Linked DNA regions of Rattus norvegicus: region 2 is linked to region 1. A link is a contact called in public Hi-C data. All regions are on one chromosome and are shown on one strand. Each heading gives the region's core, a stretch centred on a gene start, on an enhancer-like site or on the middle of the called end of the contact. The rest is flanking DNA. Distances are from core to core; before and after follow the strand shown.

Evidence for each region. Hi-C and Micro-C count contacts between places; a contact is called where the count stands out from the background.
Region 2: a contact with region 1 is called in a Hi-C map of liver, with 12 times the contacts expected there. The contact joins two enhancer-like sites. A contact is called at or near these places in 9 of 12 Hi-C or Micro-C datasets (the Rat2 cell line, Schwann cells, frontal cortex and 5 more).

What each region holds. Positions count from the first base shown.
Region 1 is chr19:42,288,982-42,295,082 of GRCr8, reverse strand. No RefSeq gene overlaps it. Among named protein-coding and RNA genes, the nearest start is that of Rpl22l3, 34 kb to the left of the region's middle. Within about 2 kb of position 3,637, at least 11 of the 93 cell types and tissues checked have an H3K27ac peak or open chromatin away from gene starts, as enhancers often do.
Region 2 is chr19:42,588,486-42,594,586 of GRCr8, reverse strand. All of the region lies in intron 2 of Il15 (interleukin 15), which reads right to left. Among named protein-coding and RNA genes, the nearest start is that of Il15, 47 kb to the right of the region's middle. Within about 2 kb of position 3,671, at least 6 of the 93 cell types and tissues checked have an H3K27ac peak or open chromatin away from gene starts, as enhancers often do.

The sequences.
Region 1 (6,101 bases), core at 2,388-4,887:
ACTATGATCAAATGCCACACCCTTTCTGTCTGTCACTATTTGATTGACACTGGAATTCCTTGGGACCCTAAACGTTCCAGGTGCTTTAGCTGCACTCCCACAGATTCTAAAGCACTTGGGTTGTTTCAAGCTCCCAAGGTGCCATGGCTATGTAGCCCAGGCTGCCTTCTGTGGACACCTCCTCCATCTGATAGTACTTTGAGCAAATCTTTCATAACCCTCCAGTGAGGAACCTTCTGCCCCATAGGTTGTGAATGTGGTTTCTGTTCAGCAATCAAACTCTCCCTGCTCTCAAAGAGACCTGACCTCCATTTTCTCTTTGGGTCACAGCAGTTTATGTACCCAACCTCACATGACTGAAGTAGGGGGTGAGGTAGCAGGGAGCCCACTCTTTCTGCTCGCCATGTTCCACTCAAGAGGTCCTCATGTTACTCCGATTTGTGGAGGCTAGACTTAGAAGAAACAGCAAACTAATATGGCTCTTAGTTGGGGGTGTGTCTTTGAATTTCTTGGGCCAAGTATGTGGTCAAAGCCACAGTCCCAGAGGAGGTAGCAGATGCTGAACTCTTGTAAGCAAGGTTCTTTCAGGGTGTCTTCATGTTGACAGTTCTCCCATCTTCTGTCTTCCGTGGATAATTCACATCCTGCCGTTCACAATAGCCTCCATTTAAGTTTTTAGACTTGAGAGATGCTATTAATGCATGGAAACCCATGTGACATTTTACATGTGTATGTGCTGCGCATGTGTTAAATGTTACACCCTGTCTCCATGTCTCCTTTTTGTAAATCCCCATCCCCTAGACCACATCTGGCTGATGGAACCTCTGGCTGAACCTTTGCTAAATTTTCCAAGTTCTGCTCCTGTGCACTTGACCTTGGGTGGTTCTGTCCAATTTTGGTTTCCAGTCAGTCAGCCCGACTTCAGCTCTGTGAGGTTTGTTAGTTAAAACAAACCTTACTGCAGAAAGCACACAGCAGAGACCTCAGGTGAACTTTTAGGAAGCTTCTTCCCTCAGTGGGCCACTTAAGGCAGAGTGAGGTCCAACAGAGAGGGGCTGAGGAAAGGGAGAACCAGAGGTGAAGATTGGAGTCTAGAAGGATCTAGAAAGCTCATTTTATTCCAGTTGCCTGGTAAATATGGGAAAAGTCAGCAAAGAGTAAATGATGTAACCCAGGCTCCACAGGATGAGTGAACGGGCATCATGACACACACCTGTAGTCCCAGCAGTCAGGAGACTGAGGCGAGGGCTTAGGTTTAATGCCAGGCTCAAGGCCAGCCTGGCCTGCACAACAAAACAGAGGATAGAGTCTGGCCCACACTTGTCTGGAGGGCTTATCTTCCACATCTCCTACACTGAGCATCTCCTACCGTAGCTTTCCACTCAAGCCTAAGATGGAGATGGTAAGTACATCCAACTGACCAGGTCTTCATCAGGATGCCAAGAATCTCAGAAAGGACAACAACAAAGTCTATAATGATCTAAGAATAGCCACGTAAGGGAACTGTGCAGAGAACTGGCTGCTCGAAGCTTTGGCTGTCAAGTCCTCAAAGTCTTCCTTCTGTCCAGCCCTGGCAGGGACTCCAGGGATTGTGGTCTTAAGGACTCCAGTGACTGTTGTCTCAAGGACCTACCTTCTCCTGTTTTCAGAGCACAGTTTGACCTATTGTACCAACTAAAATTTTAAGTGCTCATTAAATTTGACCTCCCAATTTTACCCCCCAGCATTCTTCCTACAGAAACCCTTAAGTCTGTACAAAGTTGTAAGTACCATAGCATTGACCCCAAGTTTCCATAGTAGTAGAAATTGAAAATCTAATCATCTTCCATTAGTATAATAGTTAACTCACTGAGGCTGATATTACAGCTTGAATACAATATATAAGCTATACCAGCTTGAACTCTTGGAAACAGAAACCAGTCTTCTGACTCAGTGAAAAGGAAATTAGAAACTTGTTTTAAAATAATATGTATTCTAAGATCTCCCTCCTAGAGAAGATTAGCGTTTCTTTTACGAGAAACCACGCTTAGCAATGACTGCAACAGCATCATCACATTTGACAGGGATAGCCTTGGAACGTGGGGGGCAATGAGGGGGAGAAGCAAATAAAAGGAAATTACCAGATTGAAAGCACTCTGACTTGTTTTTTAATAAAAGTACATCAGGCTATTTTATGAGTGACTTGGGGGGTGGTATTCATGTGATTTACTTGGGGGGGTGATATTTATGTGGTTTTGTTTTGCTTTGATTTTGAGACAGACTCTCATTAGTCCCAGGCTGTCCCTAGACACACTATACAGCCAAGAACGACCTTGAACTTCTCACTCTCCTGATTCTACTACCTGAGTGAGTACTGGGGTTGGAGTTGAATTCTTCCACATATTGGTTTATGTGAAGCTATGGGTCAGACCCAGGATTTTGTGTATATTAGGCAAGTGCTCTGACAACCGGGCTACATCTCCTCTTCCCCTACACACACACACACACACACACACACACACACACACATACGCACACATACACACACACATACACACACACATACACACACACATACACACACATACACACACATACATACACACACATACACACACATACACACACATATACACACACACAAACATACACACACATACACACACACATACACACACACATACACACACATACACACACATACACACACATACACACACATATACACACACATACACACACATACACACACATACACACACACATACACACATACACACACATACACACACACATACACACACACATACACACACATACACACACATACACACACATACACACACATACACACATACACACACATACACACACATACACACACACATACACACACACATACACACACATACACACACATACACACGCACACATACGCACACATACACACACATACACACACACATACACACACATATACACACACATACACACACACATACACACACACATACACACACACACATACACACACAGTAGTAGCAGCAGCAACTGTGTGTGAGTTTAAAAATGAGAGAGAAAAGAAGGAAGGAAAGAAGGAAGGAAGGAAGGAAGGAAGAGAAAGAAACAAACAAACAAAGAGGAAAGGAGGGAGGGGAAGGGAGGGAGGGAAAGGAAAGGAAAGGAGAGAAAGGGAAGGAGAGAGAGGGAGAGGGAGGGAAGAAAAGAACCTATACCCTCGCCTAAATGTTCCTGTTCTTAACTCTTCTTGCGAACTAGTTGCTACTCCATTTTCCTTGGTCCCTAAGTCTGCCATTGTTCAAACCTTACCAGCCTTGTGCTTCCACAGAGCCTTGCAGGAGCCCCTACAGGCTGCCCATCAGATCTCTGGGCAGGGTGGTGTTTTGTCTTGCACCCACCCCGATGCCATGTCCCTGATGGCGTCAATATAAATGATTTCATTGGTCTCCTGAGCAGCCAGGACCCTGAAAAGCTTGGAAAATTACAGGAAACTGAACGTTTAACAGGATTTGTCAGGCGTGTATGGTGCTGCAGCCATAACCACTGTTCCCACAGAGCATAGCTGTGAAGGGCTGACTCAGGCAGCCATCCCGCTCCCTAAATGGCTCCAGGTCTCGTTCCTCTGCCTCAGTACAAACAAATAGCGCCCTCTGCTGGCAGGCAGCAGAACTCGATGGAGCAACAGCTTTGGATCTCACACAACAGACACTGCAAAGTAGTGTCCACCGGTAAGGGACTCGTGTGTAGGGAAAGCTGCCGCTCTCATTCTGTCACAGATCCAGTCCCGATTTTACAAGGATTGGGAAAAGATGATGAAAACACGATCAACGGGGTAGGTCCCATCTATCAAACTGACAGCGAAAAATAATTAAAGAGCTTACATTTCTACCGCTCTGACACAGAGGGAACGACGCCGTGGTGTGGAAGATGGGTGCAAACTTCCTGAGAAGCATTCGGGAAGCAGCCTTTGTTATTAGTGTTGTTATTTATTAGTATCTCAGTAAAGCTCCTTACCATATGTCATCCAGTAATGATACACTTGGGGACATTTCCAGAGAAACAGTCCCCAGGAAAACAAAGTGGTTGCTATAAGGATGCTTAGAGCTGTGGCATATTTTATTTTTATACAGTGGGAAACTGGGAAGAACTCAAGTGGTACAGAGTGAAGAGAGGATCACCGAATGGTCAGTGTCATGCTATGTAGGGTGGTACTTGGCCACAGAGCCAGTAAGAATGATAAGTTCAGGGCTCACGTCATACACAGACCGTGAATGGAGATTACCGAATGCTGTTCCCATGCCGACCATAACACAAGTGTGTTGGATTTTAAGCTGTAACAGGAAGTGAGGTGAGAAAAATGACTGTCGGCTCTTGCTGTCTACCTTCTCCTACACTGTCTCATCTGAAGTTTCCTTTCTCTGTTTGGGACCTTTCACCATTAACAGGTCCCTCACTAGAAAGGAAAGGCGTCAGATATATAGCTTCCCACTTCTGACTCATGTAGACACATACTTGAAGAACTCCTAGGTCCGTTTGTCATTTAAAAATCTCTAATTGAAGACTGAAAATCAAGTTTACCCAGAATGTTCAGTAATATAAAAATCAATCCAAAATTGACCAACTTTCTCACATCCCCAGTAGCAGCTTGCCCAAGATCACACATGGGGTGTCTCATCAGAAACACCAAGCTTCTGTCATCAATTGTTACTGACAGGGATCACAGAAGGACTTCATTCAGACCTTGGTCGCCTGGGCCTCCTTTACCAGAGATTTCAGGTAAGTCTAGGCAAACACGGCCTGGGTTCCATCATCTTAGCAACCATTGGGCCTTCCGGGCAGCCGGACCTGAAGCGAGGTACATACCAGTAGAGGAGATAGTACGGTTTCTGAAGAATCTAGCTCGAGATTCAGCAAATCAATCTCCTTGGAGCTGGATATCAAACACTCTATCAGAAAACCAGATTCAGCGAGTTCTTCCCATCCTTTTTACCAACCCACAACCCACAGACTGAAATGGCGCTGTCTGTCACTTAGACACCTATGATGGCCTCTCCAGTCAGCATCCTCACTCCATTCATCTTGGGCAGCAGGCACAGTGCCAGGAAACCCGATCTCCCTCCCAGACCCTCCCTCCTAGCTGCCTCTCTAGCCCCATGATCTCTGACCTTTCCCTGTTCTATCCCAGGCACAATGACCTCCTTGCTAAGTGTGCCCTGAATGCTGCACCCGTGTGCTTTCTGATCCCTTTCACTGATGCTACCCTATTGAACGTGCCCTGACATTTCTCAGTCAGCTCGAGGGACTATTCTCTTTCCCTCCCTGGCGGTCTTTGACTGCTAGTTTCTTTCTGTTGCTCACTGCATGACTCGTGGTGTATTAACTCTATCTTCACACAAGCAGAAAGTTGAATCACTTTTCTCAATTTGCCATACTGGAGAGATGGATACAAGAATTGGTTGGAGCATGCACGGATCTGTGGATTTGTGGATGGACGGAAGGATGGATGGATGAATGTATACATCTATGAAGGGAGAAGGGTGGAGGAGTTTTACCTGTGGAGATCTACAGGACATATGATTTTCTAGAGATCCTCACCTGTGCACACCTTGGTGTACGCTGGTAATCCTTACTATGGAAAGTTCCAGATGGGAAAACCATCCAGAAAGCAATTCTCTTTCCATCGTGCTAGTAAATTGTCCAGAGATGCTAGAAGGGGTGCATCTGAACACTCCCCACAGTCTCAGCTTCCACTCACTCCTCAGAAGTCTCTCTGGTCAGTTACTCTAACATCTTACAATGAATGTTGGGCTGGTTGTCGTTTTTGTTAAATGGAGGCTGCGTTATATGCAATCTTGGTGTAGAGACTGGCCTTAAATTCTCAACGGCTCCTGTGGGGTCAGGAGTATTGTATCTCGTTCTTTATCTTTTGTGGGCCTGCAATGAAAACTACATTGCTGGGGAACCTGAAGTAGTGGCTTGTCCCTGCGTCCCAAATGATGTCAAATCCGGAGAAATCTCAGAAATGTCCCGAGGACAGCCTATTTGTTCTTAGCTCTCTTTGATGGGCATCAGTTGGCCTGTATCTCTTATTTCAGATCATT
Region 2 (6,101 bases), core at 2,422-4,921, 300 kb before region 1:
CCTGACCTGGGCGGGTGTCAGGAACCAAGTGTGGGTACAATGCAAGAGCAGCAAGCACTCTTAGCTTCTGAGCCATCTCTCCAGCCTCCCCACCCCCCAAGACACATACCATAATTTTAGACAGCAAATCTGGGGATTGGTTTGTTAGTAACTTGTATGTGGTAGTAATAGTTGCTCTAACTTTTGTTGGTATCTGAACAAATATTCAGAAAAATGCAACTCAGCAAAATGTTTTGGAAAGGAAAAAGTACACCCAAGAGCGAAGTCCCACATTAATAATCTCTTCCTTACAGAAGAGCAGTTTCATTGTTCCAATGCTGGTTATTTAAAATTGAGAAAAAATGTCTGCAAGACTCATATCTCATTTTATTTTAGTTCAATAAATTTTTATATTACATTGAAATTTGTGGACAGTATACTGCCAACAGAAAAACAATTTCATTTGCCATGGGCGTCCACATAATAGATCAAAGTCAGAGAATGGTACTCTAGCTATAGAGAAAACTCCTTGCAGACATGGCCCTTAGTCAAGCCCCAAATGACTCAGGTAGAACATGCACAGAAACACTGCACACACTAACAGTCTTCTGAAACAGTTAGGAACCAGTCAAGTGCTTGTCTTTGGAGAAGTGATATCACAGTTTCCCATAGACAGACAACATAAAACTTACAAAGAGGCATGTTAAGAATCTGGTTGCCTCACGCTATCCCTTAAGTCACTTGGGACTGTGCCCGAGTGAATCTTATCAAGCAAATGACAAGAGGAGAAATGAAAATGTGTTTCCTTGTCATAGACAGCATTTTGCCAGCAGTAGTACTCGTGCCATGGATATAAAAGTAAACAGCTTGTTGGGGTTACTAATGACTCTTAAATTTATTTTCTTATTTTCAAAGAGAAATGCCTCTGGTGTGAGGTTTCCTTTGGAAAACCAAGCGCCCTGGATGGCTTTATGTCGCCTTGACATAAGCTAGAGTTATCAGAGAGGAGGGGACCTCAGCTAAGCAAATATCTCCATCAGAATGTAAGCGAACCTATAGAGCATTTTTTTATTTAGTGATTGATGGTTGAGGACTCAGCCCACCGTGAGTGGTGCCACCCATGTACTGGTGGACCAGGGTTCAATAAGAAAGCAAGAGGAGCAAGCCATTAGCAGCCCTCTTGCGTGGCCTCTGCATCAGTTCCTGCCTCCAGGTTCCTGCCTAGTTTTGAGCTCTTGCCTTGGGTTCCCTCAGTGAACTGTGATTCAGGATATGTGAGCCAAAGAAACCCTTCCCATTAGGACTTGCTTTTGGTCATGATGTTACATCCCAGAAATAGTAACCATAACTAAGACACCAAGCAACCTGTTTCCAGACCAAATGAAAGATTACTAAGACTTGGTGTCCTTTAAAGAATTTTTGCTCCTTTCTGTAGACTTAATCAAACATGCCAACTGCAAAGAAAAACTAAAAGGAATAAAATGTTTCATGACTTGTCTTTTTCTTTAAAGATTTATTTATGTATTTATTTATTTATTATTCATTTATTTAACGTATGAGTACACTGTAGCTGTCTTCAGACACACCAGAAGAGGGCATCAGATCCCATTACACGTGTGAGCCACCATGTGGTTCTGGGATTTGAACTCAGGACCTCTGGGAGATCGGTCAGTGCTCTTAACCTCTGAGCCATTGCTCCAGCCCTCATGACTTGTTTTGTAGAAGACTTCAAAGCAGCAACATAAAACTGTTTGAGGGAAGAAAGGGAGAAAAGAAAGGAGGGGAGGGAGAGAGGGAAGGCAATGGAGGGAGAGTAAGAAAGGAAGGAAGGGAGGGAAGAAGGAAGGGAGAGAAAGAGCAAAGGAAAGATGGAGGGAGGGAGAGAGGGAGTGATGGAAAGAGGGAGGGAAGGGAAGGAAGAGGAAAGGAAGAGAGGAAGGAAGGAAAGAAGGAATCTATGTTGTAATGGATATAAGCATTCAGTCGTACATCACTGAATTAATACATAATAGAACCACTGTGTGCTGAGCTGTAGGACATAGTAGGTGTGCAGCGGCTCATTCAGAGATCACCAGTGCCAGCATGTAAGAGAACAAAGCCATGGCCATGAGACCCTCAAGGAGGGTCTGTGAGATGAATCCATGAGTAAGGGTATTTGCAAGCAAGTCTGGGAACCTCAGTTTAGACATCTGGACCTGTGTGCTTAGAGGCAGTGATTGTTTTTTAAAGATAGAAAATGATGGAACAAGAATATGCAACATGGTAGAACTGAACTGAAAATGTATTTGCCACAGTGACATAATCTCCAAACCACCTGATACTGATGATACTGAGGTCTGTCTCAAATGAAGCACATCTCAGCAGCTAGGTCTGGGGTAGGCACATGCTCCACTATGTCCACAGCAGCCTTATTTATAATGGACAGAAGCTGGAAAGAACCCAGATGTCCTTCAACAGAGGAATGGATACAGAAAATGTGCTACATTTACACAATGGAATACTGCTCAGCTATCAAAAACAATGATTTCATGAAATTCGCAGGCAAATGGATGGAACTAGAAAATATCATCCTGAGTTAGGTAACCCAATCACAGAAAAGCACACATGTTATGCACTCCCTGATAAGTAGATATTAGCCCAAAAGCTCGAAATACCCAAGATAAAATTCACAGACCATATGAAGCTCAAGGAGGAAAACCAAACTGTTGATGCACCAGTACTTCTTAGAAAGGGGAACAAAATTCTCCTGGGAGAAAATACAGGGACAAACAGTGAAACAGAGACTGAAGGAAAGGCCATCCAGAGACTGCCCCATCTGGGGATCCATCCCATATGCAGCCACTAAACCCAATCACTATTGCTGATGCCAAGAAACGCTTGCTGAAAGGAGCCTGATATGCATGTCTCCTGAGAGGCCCTGCCAGAGTCTTACTGATACATATTAAGATGCTTGCAGCTAAGCATGAAACTGAGCACAGGGACCCAATGGAGGAGTTAGAGAAAGGCCTGAAGGAGCTGAAGGGGTTTGCAACCCCATAGGAAGAACAAAATTATCAACCTACCAGACCCCTAGAGCTCCCAAGGACTAAACCATCAACCAAAGAGTACACATGGGGGACCCATGACTCCAGCCACATATGTACCAGAGGATGGCATTGTCTGGCATCAATAGAAGGAGAAGCCCTTGGTCCTGTGAAGGCTCATTTCCCAACTGGAGTGGAATGCAAGGGTGTTGATGTGGGAGTGGGTGGGTGGGTGGATGGGGAGCACCCTCAAAGAAACAGGGAAAGGGGGGATGGGAGAGGGGAACCTATTTGAAATGTTAATAATAAACAAGCCGATAAAAAAAAAGAAAGTGGTTGGGGAGGGAACAGTGGGTGATAAGATGAAGGATATATCCAAATACCCAAGTCAAACACGCCCTCAGTAAAACTAACATGGCAGCTTTGTTAGTTCATTGGTAGCAAACAGGATGGCAACACATAAGGGGCTTTCTGATCAAATTTCATGAAAGCTTACTTTATAGCCAGGGCATAAAGCCATCTCCAGGAAGCAGCTTTACAACAATGCTTTCCATCAAGCGTCTGACAGAAGCAGCCATCTGACAAGTCTCGTAGTTTGAACAAAAGAAACGGAACTGTTGACGTAATATTTACCCCATAGAAGGAAGCTCAGAGATGGGAAGGGCACACTTCTGGACATGGTACTGCTGGTCTGTCACTCTCTGTTTCTCACACACAGTCAGGCTCCTCCCTCCGGCCACAATGAGGCTTCGCCATCAAGCTGGAGAACCAACACATGGGCTTCCAAAGCACATGGCCTCCGTGGTCCCCCCCTAACAGAATCCTACAGCTTTATGAAGCCACGCACTGACAGAACGGCAATGGAAACAGGAAATAAAACCAAAATGAAAGCATAAACAGCTGTTTCCTTTGCTCTGTGGCAACATTGCAGATATATAGCAGTCCACACGCTCGCATGGTGGGGGCTCCTCCTGAAGATTTCTGTACGCCAAATGGCAGCACAAATAGATTCATTCTGTGTTGGTTGTTATTGTCCTAATTTTATTACCAGGGAAAAATATCTTTCCCTACGTGCATGTTACCCTTAATATCCTTGCTTCCGGGGAGAGAAGTTATAGCTGAGGCCCGATTTATAATTTTACTGTTCATTTAATTTCCTTTAACGCTTTCAAATGTTATGTGAAGGCTTTGACTTGTCAAAACTGAGCCATCCATTTCAGACATAACCCATCAAAATGACAGCACGAACAGCTCTCGTAATCTACAACAGAGAAAGAGGCAAGCCCAGTGTTTTAAAAGACAGTGTGTGTCCACACTAACTGCTTTGCACCACTGTGCTTCATGTTCGTGTATTATTTTCATAATCTGTGTTGGAGAGCACAGAGATCTGTGTCTCATTTAAAATGCAACCAAGTATAAGGTTTTTAAAAAGTATCATTGGAGATAAATAGATTTCTGGCCCGAACAATAAAGATAGATGTATTTGAGAATACAAAAGCCTTTGATTTCCTAAGGAAAAAAATTATCCTGAGAGGTTCCACACCACCAGTCCCTCTCACTCTCCTGCAGGGTTTGCTTCAACATGGACACAGTACACACACCTGGAATTACTTTTTCTCCATTTCCAAGATCCAGGAAGCGATTTCTCATTAGTCAAGCCTCAACTCAAGCACATCATAGATGATACTTGTATCATTTTGGAATCATGTATATTTATAAGAATGAACGCTGCAGCCCCGTGATGTCTACTGAATTGTTCCTAATGAACTACCAAGTACTCTAGTTTTAAGCTGTTTAACCCAAAGTTCGCACCATTTGAAACACACAGGAAGTGAGTACAGTCTGCCTGTTGACTCTCTGAGTCGAGGTCTGGCACAGTGACTGCCAGGAGAGAAGGTGACTCCCTGGGTATTCAGTTTCTCATTTCGTGGGGATACTGATCATTTTTGTTCATGTAAATGTTTGTGATCTCTGGTTGATTATCTGTGGCTAATTTATATATAATATATATATATATATTATCTGGTTGTCTTGCAATGATTTTAATAGGAAGGGATATGATTTCCCTTTTCTCTCTTCTATAGCTTTCTTTGCTCTTGTGTGTGCATGTGCATGTGCGTTTTAAGTTTTAAGACACGGTCTCATTCTCTAGCCAGACTGGCCTGCAACTCACTAAGAAGTTTAAACTAAGGACAGCCCTCCCGCCTTAGGCACCCAAGTCCTTGGATTACAAGCACGAGCCACCAGACCTGGTTGGCTTTCTCTCAGTTGATTTTGGGTCTTTTGCAGTTCCCTTGATGCCTTATTATGAGACTCAAAGCCATTTAACACAATTAACTGGGAAAATGCAAGTAAGTAGAAAAACTGTAATTTCCATGGGTATTTTGACATGACACTAGTTAACCAAATTTCTTCAGTGTGTTTACGAGACAGGGGGGAGAAGGCAGGTGATAAAACAGGGCAGATTACACTCACAAACACAAGCACAAATCAGAAATTATGTAGAGCGTAGCGAAAGATCATTTATGTGCTGTTTGACCATCTGGACCTGCTGTTTTATGGGACAAGGGAGTGAGAGCTTGTGCTTATCCCTCTGCAGTGGTACTTTTTATAGCAGTATTTGAGAGCCACACAGACTGGTGGTACGATGGTATGGCTGCTTTCCATAAGGCCCATCAATAGAAAGCGAGCCTTACAATGAATATTGTGTAAGGACAAAGCCCCAGAGTTCGGTCAGCTGCAGTATTGCTGACATTAATTCTGCCAATTCCTTTTGATTCATAGATTTATGTTTCTCCCTTCAAGTGGGAGTATGACAGGGGCGGGCACGTGTTAAGATAATATCCCTGTGTGGTGATGGGTCACTTATGACTGTGTCATGTCAAACTGAATGGCTTACCAGAGACCTTGCTGAACACAACATCAAATATAATCACATTAGTCATGAAGAGGAGGAGGAGGAGGAGGAAGAAGGAGAAGGAGGAGAAGGAAGAAGGAGGAGGAGGAGAAGGAAGGAGGAGGAGGAGGGGGAGAAGAGCAGGAGGAGGGGGAGGAGGAGGAGAAGGAAGAAGGAGGAGGAGAAGGAAGAAGGAGGAGGAG